Linked DNA regions of Mus musculus: region 1 is linked to region 2. The links are chromatin contacts, called in public HiChIP or PLAC-seq maps. All regions are on one chromosome and are shown on one strand. Each heading gives the region's core, a stretch centred on a gene start, on an enhancer-like site or on the middle of the called end of the contact. The rest is flanking DNA. Distances are from core to core; before and after follow the strand shown. Region 1 overlaps Sppl3 (signal peptide peptidase 3). Region 2 holds the start of Tchp (trichoplein, keratin filament binding).

Evidence for each region. HiChIP or PLAC-seq counts read pairs in DNA pulled down with a chosen protein or histone mark.
Region 1: an H3K4me3 HiChIP or PLAC-seq map of bone marrow-derived macrophages shows a contact between it and region 2, with 2.7 times the contacts expected there. The contact joins the enhancer-like site here to the promoter of Tchp in region 2. A contact is called at or near these places in 2 of 39 promoter capture datasets (embryonic stem cells and frontonasal cranial neural crest), 1 of 484 Hi-C or Micro-C datasets (pro-B cells) and 3 of 115 datasets of contacts at active chromatin or transcription factors (bone marrow-derived macrophages, large pre-B cells and pancreatic cancer cells).

What each region holds. Positions count from the first base shown.
Region 1 is chr5:115,064,838-115,071,320 of GRCm38.p6, reverse strand. All of the region lies in intron 2 of Sppl3 (signal peptide peptidase 3), which reads right to left. Among named protein-coding and RNA genes, the nearest start is that of Rpl37rt, 40 kb to the left of the region's middle. Within about 2 kb of position 2,175, at least 73 of the 459 cell types and tissues checked have an H3K27ac peak or open chromatin away from gene starts, as enhancers often do. A contact at or near this core is called in bone marrow-derived macrophages and pancreatic cancer cells, where this site is marked.
Region 2 is chr5:114,703,350-114,709,585 of GRCm38.p6, reverse strand. It overlaps Tchp (trichoplein, keratin filament binding), which reads right to left and starts at 1,807. Exons shown (of 13, transcript NM_029992.2): 1 at 1,626-1,807; 2 at 748-932; 3 at 69-279. The coding sequence starts at 932. Gm34931 (a long non-coding RNA gene) reads left to right here and starts at 1,767. Exons shown (of 3, transcript XR_387595.3): 1 at 1,767-1,841.

The DNA.
Region 1 (6,483 bases), core at 926-3,425, 360 kb before region 2:
GAAACCCCCAAAAAGCCAAAGAGATGACTTAGCAGTTGAAGCTCTTGTGTTCAGTTTCTAGTGTCTATTGTGGGGGTGGGGGTAGTGTGTGTGTGTGGTGGCTGATAACAACCTGTAACTACAACTCCTCTGGATTTGACCTGTTTTTCTCCACTCTGTTGGAGACATGTGGGCGGGCGGGCGGGCGGGCGGGAGGGCACGCACGCGCACACACATACACACACTCTTTTTAAAGAATATTTTTTTTAAAGATTTTTATTATTTATTTATTTTATGTATGTGAGAACATGGTAGCTGTAGAGGTGATTGTGAGCCTTCATGTGGTTGTCAGGGTTGAATTTTTAGAACCTCTGCTCGCTCTGGTCAGTCCCACTCGCTCAGTCCTTGCTCTGGCCCAAAGATTCATTTATTATTATTAGCTGACTTCTGATATACCAGAAGAGGGCATCAGATCTCATCATGGGTGGTTGTGAGCCACCATGTGGTTGCTGGGATTTGAACTCAGGACCTTCGGAAGAGCAGTCAGTGCTCTTAGCTGTTGAGCCATCTTGCCAGCCTGAATATTTTCAAATAAACTGACCAAGCAAGGCAAGCACATTTTATCTTAGCTGAGGTGCTATGGAGGCAGTCACCTTCCCATGCCCCGCCCCAAGACAGAGTTCCTCTGTATAGACCAGGCTGGCCTTAATTCTGCCTGCCTCTGCCTCCTGATGCTGGGAGGTCTTATTTTCCAACTTTACATTGTTCCATCACTGGGCCTGGGTTGGGATCTAGTCACAGCCTGTACACTTGCACAGCTGACAGCAGACTTCAGCTGTTTAAATACTGCCTTTGTGGGAAGACTTCTGTCTTAGGTACCAGGATGGCTGTGAATTGTGGAATTTTATCCTAACTTACCTGGTAACTTATTAACTCTGCAGACAGCCCAGTGCTTGGCTAGCCATTGATCAGTCTATTCTGTCTGCAGAGATGACCCCCCGCCATCACCCCAGCCCTGTCTCACCACCTTAATCTTATTTCTGCTCTACAACATGATATGATGCCTTTACATCAAGATGTTATTACTACACACTCCATTCAAACCGTACCCTGGCTATTTGCTTAACAAAGAGCACATTTGGGTTACTGAAATGAATGTTTAAATGAGCAATGTGGGCTATGAGAACGCTTAGCAGGTCAAAAGCTTATGAGTCTTATCCACACAAATATGAAGGGAGACAATCAACTCTACTAAGAGGTCTTCCACATTTGCCACAAACAGAATTACTCACATACAAATGCATAAACAAGACGGAAGTAAAAAATGATCAACAGAAAGAGGCAAGCACGTATCCAAAATCCCTGCAGCTGGAGGCCGAGGCAAGAGAATTCCCCAAGTTTGCATCAAAAGTGTGAACCAGCCAGGGTTATGTGGTGAGATCCTGTCTTAAAAAAAAGACCTAGACCAATGTTTTCATTTCTACTGATACCAACTATGACTCAAGAGAAGCAGCAGTAGGTCAAGCTTCCAGAGGGGAATGAATATGCAACCAGTGATGCACACAGTCAGCATTCACGATGAAGACACAGGAAATGGCCAGTCTGAGGACAGCCTGGGCTAGACAGCAAAGAAACCCTGTGTGTTTGTTTGTTATTTTATCCTATCCCTCTTCAAAATCATTGAGTGTATTGTGCTCTGACAGTAATATCACTCTCTACCTATGTGGGACTGAATGGTATACTCACAAGATTCCTATCTGCAGTTTTAACCACAGGACCTGAACATGTAAGTGTATTTGCAAACAGTTTTTAAAGAGGTATTATAGGTAAGATAGTTCTTTCTTCTACTCCTCTTAGGGTATCACTGTGCAGGCTTTAGCCTGGTCTAGCAAGCTGGTGTTGAACTCCCAGGTACACCTGCCTCTGCACTGAAAGTGCTAGGACCGAAGGTGTGCACTACCACACCTAGCTTAAAATGCTATTGAGGGAAATAGATAAGCAGATGTGGGCAAGGGAAAGGGAGAGACAGATGGACCTTCCGTCTGCACGGTCAGGAGAGAAGGACCAGTGAAGGCACCATCTACATGTGAAGACCAAACCCACAGGCCAAGGAGAGGAGTCTGGATAAAGCCCATCCTGCTGATATCTTAAAGTTCTCTGCTGTCTAAGCAGCTCAGAGCTGCTGAGTCACCATCTCACCGCAGCTGCCTGACCTTTACCTACTTCCTAAACAAGGAAAAGTAACTGAGGGGTAATCACAATACAAAATATGCAAAATGATGATGATGGCGGCGGCGACGATGATACAAAGCAAGAGGCCCTAGAACCTTTATCCTCTATGAATAAATACATTTACTATAGCTCTCCCGGCCTCCCCCACCTCCGTGTGTGTGTGTGTGGGGGGGGGGTGTACGCTGTATGCAGGAATATACACCCATGTGAGCATCTGTGGAGGCATTTTTGAGACAGGATCTATTACTGGATCAGACTGTCTGGGCTAAGCTGGCTGAATCTGTATTTTTCCATCACCTAACCCTAGTGTTACTGTAGCCACATGCAGTTCTACATGTGTGTGGGAGATGTGAACTCAGATCCTTCTGTTTTCATAGCAAGGGGTCTTTCCCACTGAGCCATCTTCTTCTTTTTTTTCTTTTTCTTTTTTTCTTTTTTTGTTTTTTTTTTTTTGAGACCGGGTTTCTTTGTGTAGCCTTGGCTGTCCTGGGACTCACTCTATAGCCCAGGTTGGCCTTGAACTCAGAAATCTGCCTTCCTCTGCCTCCCAAGTGCTGGGATTAAAAGCGTGCACCACCATGCCAAGCTCCACTGCGCCATCTTTAAAGAAGGACTAACACAGTGCACACAGTTTTTCATGCACTAGTGTGCTAAGGATAGGTTTCAGAGCACCACATAAACTCAGCTACTGCAGCCTCTCCTCCCATCTGATGTCTGCTTTAGATGAGCTGTACACATGCTGCCATATTCCAGACAGGTTATCAAGTCAGCAGCCTTTTACATGACACCGTGGTGGTATGCTGAGCTGGACGGAGTTCAAGTCAACTAATTAGTGTCAAATACCACACTTCATGCCATGTACAAGAGTCTATCATGACACGATAGCAGGAAGTTGTTCAACACACTCTCAATGTCTTAGTAAGGCTTTATTTAGGGTTTGTGCTTTTTGTAAGAAAGGAATAGAATGGTATTCAGCTAAGGTAGGGAAGATGCCTCAGTCAGCACAGCACACAAGCAGGAGGCCCAGAGCACAGCCAGATGCAGCGGCACAGTGTAGAACCCAGTGCTGGTTGCACACAGGAGGATCCTTAGTGCTGACGTCAGTCAGCCTACTTGACCCAGTGAACCCCAGGCTCAGTGAGGGACATCATTTCACAAAGTAAGGTTTGGAGGGCTGTTGAGGAGGACGCTACCGTTATGCACACCCACACAAACATGCACAGGCATCACATACATAAGCCAAAATGAATAATTTAATAAACCCTCAAAATCAGGGTATTATACATGGTTGGCAAGTCAAGTGTTCTAAATTCAGCTACATCCTCACTCTTTTATCTATCTATCTATCTATCTATCTATCTATCTATCTATCTATCTATCTATTTATGGTTTTTCGAGACAGGGTTTCTCTGTATACCCCTGGCTGTCCTGGAACTTACTTCGTAGACCAGGCTGGCCTCAAAACATCCTCACTCTATGAACAGAACTCAACTTACTCTTTAGATTCAAAGGTTTTCCTGAGCAGAGACCTAGGGCTGCTTTGCAAACCCTGCACTGTGTGCAGTAGACAAGGAGAGCTTGGGCTTGCCCAAGGCTGCCTTAGGTCTGACAGAATGTGCTGAACAGTTAGGACACAGAGTCTGTATTCAGTCGACAACCATGCTGTGTCTAAGACCTAGGTCAGGAATAACAGAGGGGTCAACAGCCAGACGGTGAGGTGGCCTCCGACCATACATACGCTGGAGCATTTTACACTCAAGGGTGCTGTGAGTCTCATTCGGGAGCTCCAGGAGAAGAGCTGTGAAACTGCGTTCGTGTGCACTCCCCACATCCACACATAGTCCCCACATGTCTCTCTAAATCCACCACTGGGGCTTCACTCAGAGATATTTAACAAGCTCTCTAAAACTATAAAATAAAAAGACTTTGAATGGGTATTCTAGCAGACTCAGTAAGATATTAACAAAGAAACTTTAAGAAAGCAGAGACAGTGGCACCCAGCCTTCCTGATGCTGCCACCCTTTAACACAGCTCCTCATGCTGTGGTGACCCCAACCACAACATTATTTCACTGCTACTTCATAATTGTAATTTTGCTACTGTTATAAGTTGCAATGTAAATATTTCTGGAGAAAGAGGTTTTCCGAAGGGGTGGTGTGCCACAGGTAATAGAGGGATATTTTATAAAGGTCAGTCCATCAGGAAACATACGAACTATAAATATATAGAAAATAAAAAGAAAAATTCAGAGACTTAAATGTGGAACGTTCTGCAAGCACTTATCTGATAAAGGCATCTTCATAGTATGTGAAGGACTCTTAAATTCAACACTAAGAAAATAAAAATAGAGATAGAGAGAGGGGTGGGGGGAGAAGGAGAGAGAGAGGGGTGGGGGGAGAAGGAGAGGAAGAGGGGGAGAGAGAGAGGCTCAGAATAAGTATGGCATGCTCATGGCTCTACACTTGACCCTCAGAGCTGGGGGTGGGGGGAAGGGCAGGGGATTCTCAACAGACATTTCACCAAAGACTCTACATGATGACAGATAAACACATGAAAAGAGCTGGACACCATAAGCCACGAGGAAACACCAATCAACGTCATAATGAGACACCACCTATACCCACTAGATTAAGAGAGGAAGGGGGGTGACAATGACATTGACTCTGGACTGAGACAGAATCCCAGCATTAGCTCAGTTTCCGGCTGTGTGGTCAGCACTAACACCCTTACAACAGTGTTTGCTATGTGGCGACATGCAAGTCACACATCTTCTTACATGTTACTCATTGGATCAATAGATCTATTTTTCTATTTTTAAAGACAGGGTTTCTCTGTGTAGCACTGGATGCTCTTGAACTCAAGGATCCAACTGCCTCTGCCTCTCAAGTGCTGAGATTAAAGGTGTGCAACACTACTGCCCATCTGGACAAATACATTTCTAAAATGTGACACAGACACACATGCTTTATTTAGCATAAAAAATGAAATGACAGCCGGGCACTGGTGGCACATGCCTTTAATCCCAGCACTTGGGGGGCAGGGGCAGGCGAATTTCTGAGTTAGAGGCCAACCTGGTCTACAGTGTGAGTTCCAGGACAGCCAGAGCTACACAGAGAAATCCTGTCTGGAAAAACAAAACAAAACAAAACAACAAAAACAACAACAAAAGAAAGGGCATCATTACATAAACCAGGCAGAAGTGGAAATCTCCATGCTGGGCACAGTCACCCAACAGAGACATGCCTCCTTACGCACTGAGTCCAAACTGGACAGCAGTGACACCAAGAAGAAAAACACACAAGCAGAAAAGGACTGTCTGGGAGAGGACGAGAGCCCACGGGGCGGGAGGAATAGGAATGTGTTTGTGCGTGACTGTGGTGAAACAATGATACACAGGTATGGAAGTCATAGCAGAGCTTATGATATACCTTATCATATAGTAAAAATGAAGAAAACAGGGGCTGGGGAGATGGCTCAGCGTTAAGAGCACTGACTGCTCTTCCAGAGGTCCTGGGTTCAAATCACAGCAACCACATGGTGGCTCACTACCATCAGTAATGAGAAACAAACAAACAAAAAAAACCTATGGGCCGGAGTGGGGCTGGAGCAAGAGGGAGAAGGGAAATGGGAGAATCATAGTTAAAATAAGAGAGTAAGGAAAAAACTGAAAAAAGCACTCAAAGGAGAACTGTTGGTGAGAGAATGGACAAACTCTTACAATGCTAGCAGCCGGGCCAAGTGGCATAGACGCCTTGAAACCCGTGGCTTTTCTTAAACCATTAAGTCAAAGAATTACCAAGTCGTCCAGTATTTCTACTACTCGTGAGGCATGAGAACACACACTCACATCAACCCTGACTGCCCACAAGCACTTGCAGCAACACTATTCACAGCAGCCAACAGCAGCCCAGCCAGCCAGAAAAACTGCCCAGCAATAAGAAGGAATGACATTGATGCTGTTAACAACACAGCAATGGAAGCAGTTAGCGACAGCCACGTCCTAAGATCCCATGGCTGCGGGATGTGCCATGTCAGAGCAGGCACATCTAGAGTCAGAGAAATGCAGTCAGAACCATTAGAGATGGTTGTGAGCCACCATGTGACTGCTGGGAATTGAAATCAGGACCTCTGCAAGAGATTATAACTGCTGAGCCATTTCTCCAGCCCCTTCCAGTTTTTAAAAAAGGACTTTCAACCAAGCCAGAACAAGAAGCTTTCAGCACAGAGAAAAGCCTAGATGTATTAAGATAGTTTCAAAGCTGAATTTTAGTA
Region 2 (6,236 bases), core at 558-3,057:
AGGCGCACTCGTCCGTTCCGGCGGGGATGCTACCGCCCTGCAACCTGCTTCCGGACTAGGGTAGTTACCAGCTTCCTCTGTTCTTCTCGGGCTGACTTCAGGTCCTGGTGCTGCTCGCGGAGCCTTTGCTCCCGCAGGCCCATGCTCAGCCTGAGCTCATCCAGCTCCGCAGCCAGCAAGTCCTGTTCCTCCAGGAGAAGCTCTCTGAGCCTCTCCCGCCGGAGCTCCAGAATCTTCCTCTTCTCCTCCTTCATCTTCTCACAATGGTAGGCGTGCATGCTAGGTTAAGGAGTTCCCTGGACATCAGTCACACCAGGTCACAGTTTGATGTACATTTCTATGTAATTCTTGGGGGGGGGGGCTAAACACCTACCGAGAAGACACTAGCGCTGCCTTCTGGTTTATCTTTTAAAATGTACAGTACTGCCGGGCATGGTGGCGTACGCCTTTAATCCCAGCACTTGGGAGGCAGAGCCAGGTGGATTTCTGAGTTCGAGGCCAGCCTGGTCTACAGAGTGAGTTCCAGGACAGCCAGGGCTACACAGAGAAACCCTGTCTCGAAAAATCAAAAAAACAAACAAAAACAAAAACAAAAAACAAAAAACAAAATGTACAGTACTTCTCCCCAGCACAGCACAGTTTCCAGCATCATCAGGAGATAATTCAAGCCACAGTCCCTAAGCCCCTAGGCTACATTCCCCGAACCGTGGTAGGAACCAGTGGGCAGGACAACACACAGACACTTGCCTCCGCTGGTAGGAGATCTTGGAGCTCCATTCGATCTGTTTCGAGTTGTGGATGTCCCAGGTCCTGAAATAGCGACTGTTCTGTTCCCACTGCTGGCGAAACTGGTCCTCCTGCTGATGCTGGCGCTGGCGAAGATCCATGTGTTTCCGGCTGGACCAATAAGAGGGCAACGTGGGGAGAGCCATCTGAAGGAAACAGCAGTGGGCAGAAAGTAAGCCAGTTGTAAAGCCAGGGACCGCCCCCCTCCCACTCGGATGCCTCCTCTCTCTATTGATGTCACTCGCCCCTTGGCTGCACCTTTCTCACAGTTTTAAAGCCCCACTCCCACTCGGATGCCTCCTCTCTCTATTGATGTCACTCGCCCCTTGGCTGCACCTTTCTCACAGCTTTAAGGCCCACGTTCCCACCCTAGGACAACCGAATGATCAAATTTTGTGAAGGAGGCCCATGCCAGAAAGTTTTAAAAGATTTGCCACCAAGGCTGCAAATTATCAATTTAAATAAACGTGCACTGTGTCCAGTAGTGGCCAGCCATTATCAGGGAGATTGCAGACATAGAAAATGTCCTGACATGCCTGGGATAGGAAATAGAGGTTTTTTACATTCTGCATAAAAACTACAGTGACAAGCAGGTCCCAGGGGCATGCCCCAGCGGTCCCGCGTACTTTGGAAGCCGAGGCGTGAAGAGATCACTTGAGTCCAGGAGTTCAAAGCCAACCTGAGCAAACCAGAAAGCCCCCTGTCTCAAAAAGCAAGCAGAAATAACCTGCGACAATGATGTGAAGATGACGGGTATGTGCCAAGCGCTAGGCATACAACTTTTTACAGGTCCCGCGGCTACAAGGATGCCACGTCCCCGCCCCTCGGCCCAGCCTAACCTCTGACTCATGCACTCCGTGTCCGAAGTTCGCGGAGAAGGGTCGCCGGCCTTAGCTCGATCACGCGCCCGCTCGCTCCGAGGGTCCCCAGGCGCCCACTGCACAGACGCCAGCCGTTTCCTCGCCGGTTGCCGGGCAGCCCGCGGGACAACGGAGCACGGCGATGGACAAACTTCCTCCCGCGCGACACCCGCCGCTCTCCAGGAAAAAGGAATGGTGGGTGGTTTTTTTCTCTGGCGCCACCTGGCGGTGGGAGGTAAATCGACAGTACTTGTTAGTCCTTGATGTAGGGTAAGGAAAAGAAACCTTAGTGACCCAGTCAGGATGATGGGTGGGGGTGGGGGGGTGGGGGTGGGGTTACCGGAGGAAGGTGGAGGAGTGAGGGTAGGTTTAATGAGAATCATCCCCTGGCCAGAGTGAGGAAATAAATGATTTGCAAAGATCCGCGGGTGTGTCCCGTAGGCAACGGAGGCCGAGAACCCGAGAACCGCTGGCCTCTGTAATGACCTCCGTCATTGGTACACTACTGTAGCCTTAAGATTGGTGGTGAGGGGCTGGTGAGATGGCTCAGTAGGTAAGAGCACCCGACTGCTCTTCTGACGGTGGCTTTGTGAAGGTCTGGAGTTCAAATCCCAGCAACCACATGGTGGCTCACAACCATCAGTAATGAGATCTGACTCCATCTTCTGGAGTGTCTGAAGACAGCTACACTTACATATAATAAATAAATAAATCTTTAAAAAAAATTGGTAGTGGGTACAAAGTTTTTTGTTTTTTTGTTTGGTTTGGTTTGGTTTTTCGAGACAGGGTTTCTCTGTATAGCCCTGGCTGTCCTGGAACTCACTTTGTAGACCAGGCTGGCCTCAAACTCAGAAATCTACCTGCCTCTGCCTCCTGAGTGCTGGGATTAAAGGTGTGTGCCACCATGCCCGGCTTGGGTACAAAGGTTTTAATAACTGTAACTCGCATGGTTGCTTACGTCCATGCATTAACTACCTAATACCAGTAAAAAGAGAAAGACATAAAAAGGGATTGGGCATATGTAGCATGCTCAAAGCTCTGAGTTCAAGCCCTAAAATAATGTACAATATTAAAATAGTATTTTACTTTACTAAATAATACTAAAATAGTGCCCTCCACGAGAATGTAAAGATATAGATAAATATTCGATCATTCCTTTTTGTTTTGTTTTGTTTTGTTCCTTTTGAGGCAGGGTATCTCTGTGTATCCCTGGCTGTCCTGGAACTCACTCTGTAGACCAGGCTGGCCTCAAACTCAGAAATCCGCCTGCCTCTGCCTCCCAAGTGCTGGGATTAAAGGCATGCGCCACCACTGCCCAGCTTCGATCATTCTTTTTTCTTCTATTTTCCCACCCACTTCCTTCTGCCTCTGCTTCCCAAGTTTTTCTGCTCTCTCACTCCTCCATTCTGTTGTTCCTCGTGGTGCCTGCCTGATGTTTCTGTTTCACCTGGAGCTGGCTGTACAGTGTTGTTGGCTCTCCACAGCCAATAACCAGGTTCAAACCTGCAGCATGCCAGAGATGGCCAACCTGGGCTGGTCACTCTCTGACCCTAGGGCTACCCTTTCCCAGGCTCCGTCTCCAATGGGGGAGGAGGTGGCACCCCCATCTGGCATGATTAAGCCAGAAAGAGCCATCAGGCCATTGAAGGAGCCCAGTACACACATCTGTTGACAACTCCTTGAGCTGTACTGAGAACCTCAGGCATATGTGAGTTAGATCCGGAGAAACCTGGGGTTCATTTCTGATTTGTTTTGGGCAAGCCTGCTTCCTTCTGGGCCTCAGTTTCTTCTACAGTAGAGTTGCCATAGAAACCCACCTGCTCCTAAGAGTGGTATGACTTCAGGGACTTCCTCCTGCATTTCCTCTCCTCTTCCTCCTCTTCCTCCTCCTCCTTTTCCTCCTCCTCCTCCTCCTCCTCCTCTTCTTCTTCCTCTTCCTCCTCCTGCATTTCCTCCTCCTCTTCCTCTTCCTCCTCCTGCATTTCCCTCTCCTCCTTTGAAAGAGGGTCTTGCTGTCCAACCCAAGCTAGAGGGCACTGTGTAGTTGATACTGGCCTCCTGCCTCTGCCTCCCAAGTTCTGGGCCCGAGGGCTTATGCCTCACACACAGCTTGTCCCTGGACCTCACACTGGCTAACAGTTCCACTGGCACCGCAGCTACTGTTGGCTCACAAGCTGCCACCTATAGCTGGTTAGCCTATGTGTAAAGTGTCTGTTCCATCCAGAAATTGGGAGAGAGATTTGATTATCCCAATTTGAGTCTCAACCGAGCCTCAGACAAAGGTATTCTCCCTTGCCCCAGGAACCACAGCTGAGGCGTGAAGGCTGGAATTTGAACCAAGATCCATGGATGTGGGGCCAGAGCCCAGGCCCTCCCTATCCTGATTCCCCTTCCCTGCTGCGGCCGCAGTGCCAAAGCTGGATATGGCTGGCTTATGGGTTTCAGGCTAGCCTGGGCTATAAAATAAGTCTCAAAAAAAAAAAAAAAACCCAAAAAAACAAAACCCAGGCTCTGGGAGATGTCTAATAACTTGAGTTCAGATCCCTGGAATATGAAGAAAGGAAGGAAATAAGAAAGGAAGGAAGGAAGGTGTCTTAGTCAGGGTTTCTATTCCTGCACAAACATCATGACCAAGAAGCAAGTTGGGGAGGAAAGGGTTTATTCAGCTTACATTTCCACATTGCTGTTCATCACTAAGGAAGTCAGGACTGGGATTCAAGCAGGGCAGAAATCAGGTGCTGATGCAGAGGCCATGGAGGGATGTTACTTACTGGCTTGCTTCCCCTGGCTTGCTCAGCCTGCTTTTTTTTTTTTTTTTTTTTTTTTTTTTTTTTTTTTTTTTTTGGTTTTTCGAGACAGGGTTTCTCTGTGTAGCCCTGGCTGTCCTGGAACTCACTTTGTAGACCAGGCTGGCCTCAAACTCAGAAATCACCTGCCCCTGCCTCCCGAGTGCTGGGATTAAAGGCATGTGCCACCACGCCCAGCCTTCAGCCTGCTTTCTTATAGAAGCCAAGACTACCAGCCCAGAGATGGCACCACCCACAAGGGGCCTTTTCCCACTTGATCACTAATTGAGAAAATGCCTTGCAGCTGGATCTCATGGAGGCATTTCCTCAACTGAAGCTCCTTTCTCTGTGATAACTCCAGCCCGTGTCAAGTTGTACACAAAACTAGCCAGTACAGAAGGAAAGGAAGAAGGAAGGAAATCAGATGTGGTATCACTGGTCTGTAATCTCAACTCTTCTGTGGTAAGATTGAAGGTAGAGGTAGCTCATAGACCAGATAAGACAACGTCTATGCTTTGGCCGGTGAAGCCAGAGAGACCCTGCCTCAAACAAGATGGAAACTTCAGAACCAACTCCTGAGAGATGTCCTCTGCTTTCCACACACATGCTGTGGCCTGCACTCACATGTGCACACACACACATGCATGCCCGTGGAAGCATGCACCTGCACACATGTGTGCACACACACACACATCTGCAAATACAAAGCAGATTGACTTTATAAGGAGGTCTAGCAGCATAAAATATTTATGTTCCATATTTTAATGTTTAGTATTTAGGCCAGTGAGGGACTAACAGGGGAAGGCTAGCAAGAAAGCGAGGTGGGGAGAGGGTGGCTTGCACCTGGGTCTGTCTTGGCTTGGAAGGAGACAGGATGGGGAGGCAGGCACAGACAAGGAGGTGCTCTCTGTCAGCTCAGCTGTAGCCATCCCAGCGGGCTCTGTCCTCACTTTACCAGCTGGTGCTCTCTAGGGCATGCTTACCTACCTGCTCTCGGCTTTCTCAGCATCTCAGTATCAATTGCCCTGGCTTCGATAGTGTCTTTTGGGCTAAGATAATGACCCTCCCTGATGACAAAGGTCAGCTCATAGGCTTTCTCTAAGAGCCCAGCTTTGTAACAGGCAAACTTGCAATAAGTATTCAGGAGAGAAAAAACAAAACGCCATTCAGGGTGTTCGCTGAAGACAGCCAGTAGCATTGGGGGCAGCTTTCGGCCCGGCCTTGTGTTCTGTTTCTCTAGGTTTTCAGTTTCACCACAGACTCTGGAGTTTGTGTAATGCTGTCACTGTTGCTGAGAAATGGAACACCAATGGGTCCCAGGCTACACAGTTGTGTCACTTGCGATAGAAGCACTTGGGGGGACTTTAAATTATCTGATGCTTAGCAGCACATGCCTGTAACTGGCACCCAGGAGGCTGAGGCAGGAAGATCATGATTTCTAAGCCAGCCTAGGTTGTACACTACAACCCTGTCAGAAACAGAGACCGAGACCCAGTTCCCCGCCCCCCAAAGAAGTGCTGACTTATTTGTTTTACTGATATAGATGGGGCCTGTGCATCTGCTTTCTGTATTGGTTTTTCTTATGGTCCTGGGAATTGAACCGATCCCCTAACTCCTTGTCACTTTCCAGCTCTCTGGGACCACCCTCAAGGTCCCTTTTACCCTAGTCACATCTGCCAAGACCTTTTGGCCACATTTAGTCACATGGTCACCAGTTCTGGGCATCAGGAGGGACCTCCCTTGGGAGGCCTCTATCCGCCTATCATGGAGCGACTGTCCCTAGTTTTTATGTACAACAAGAGGC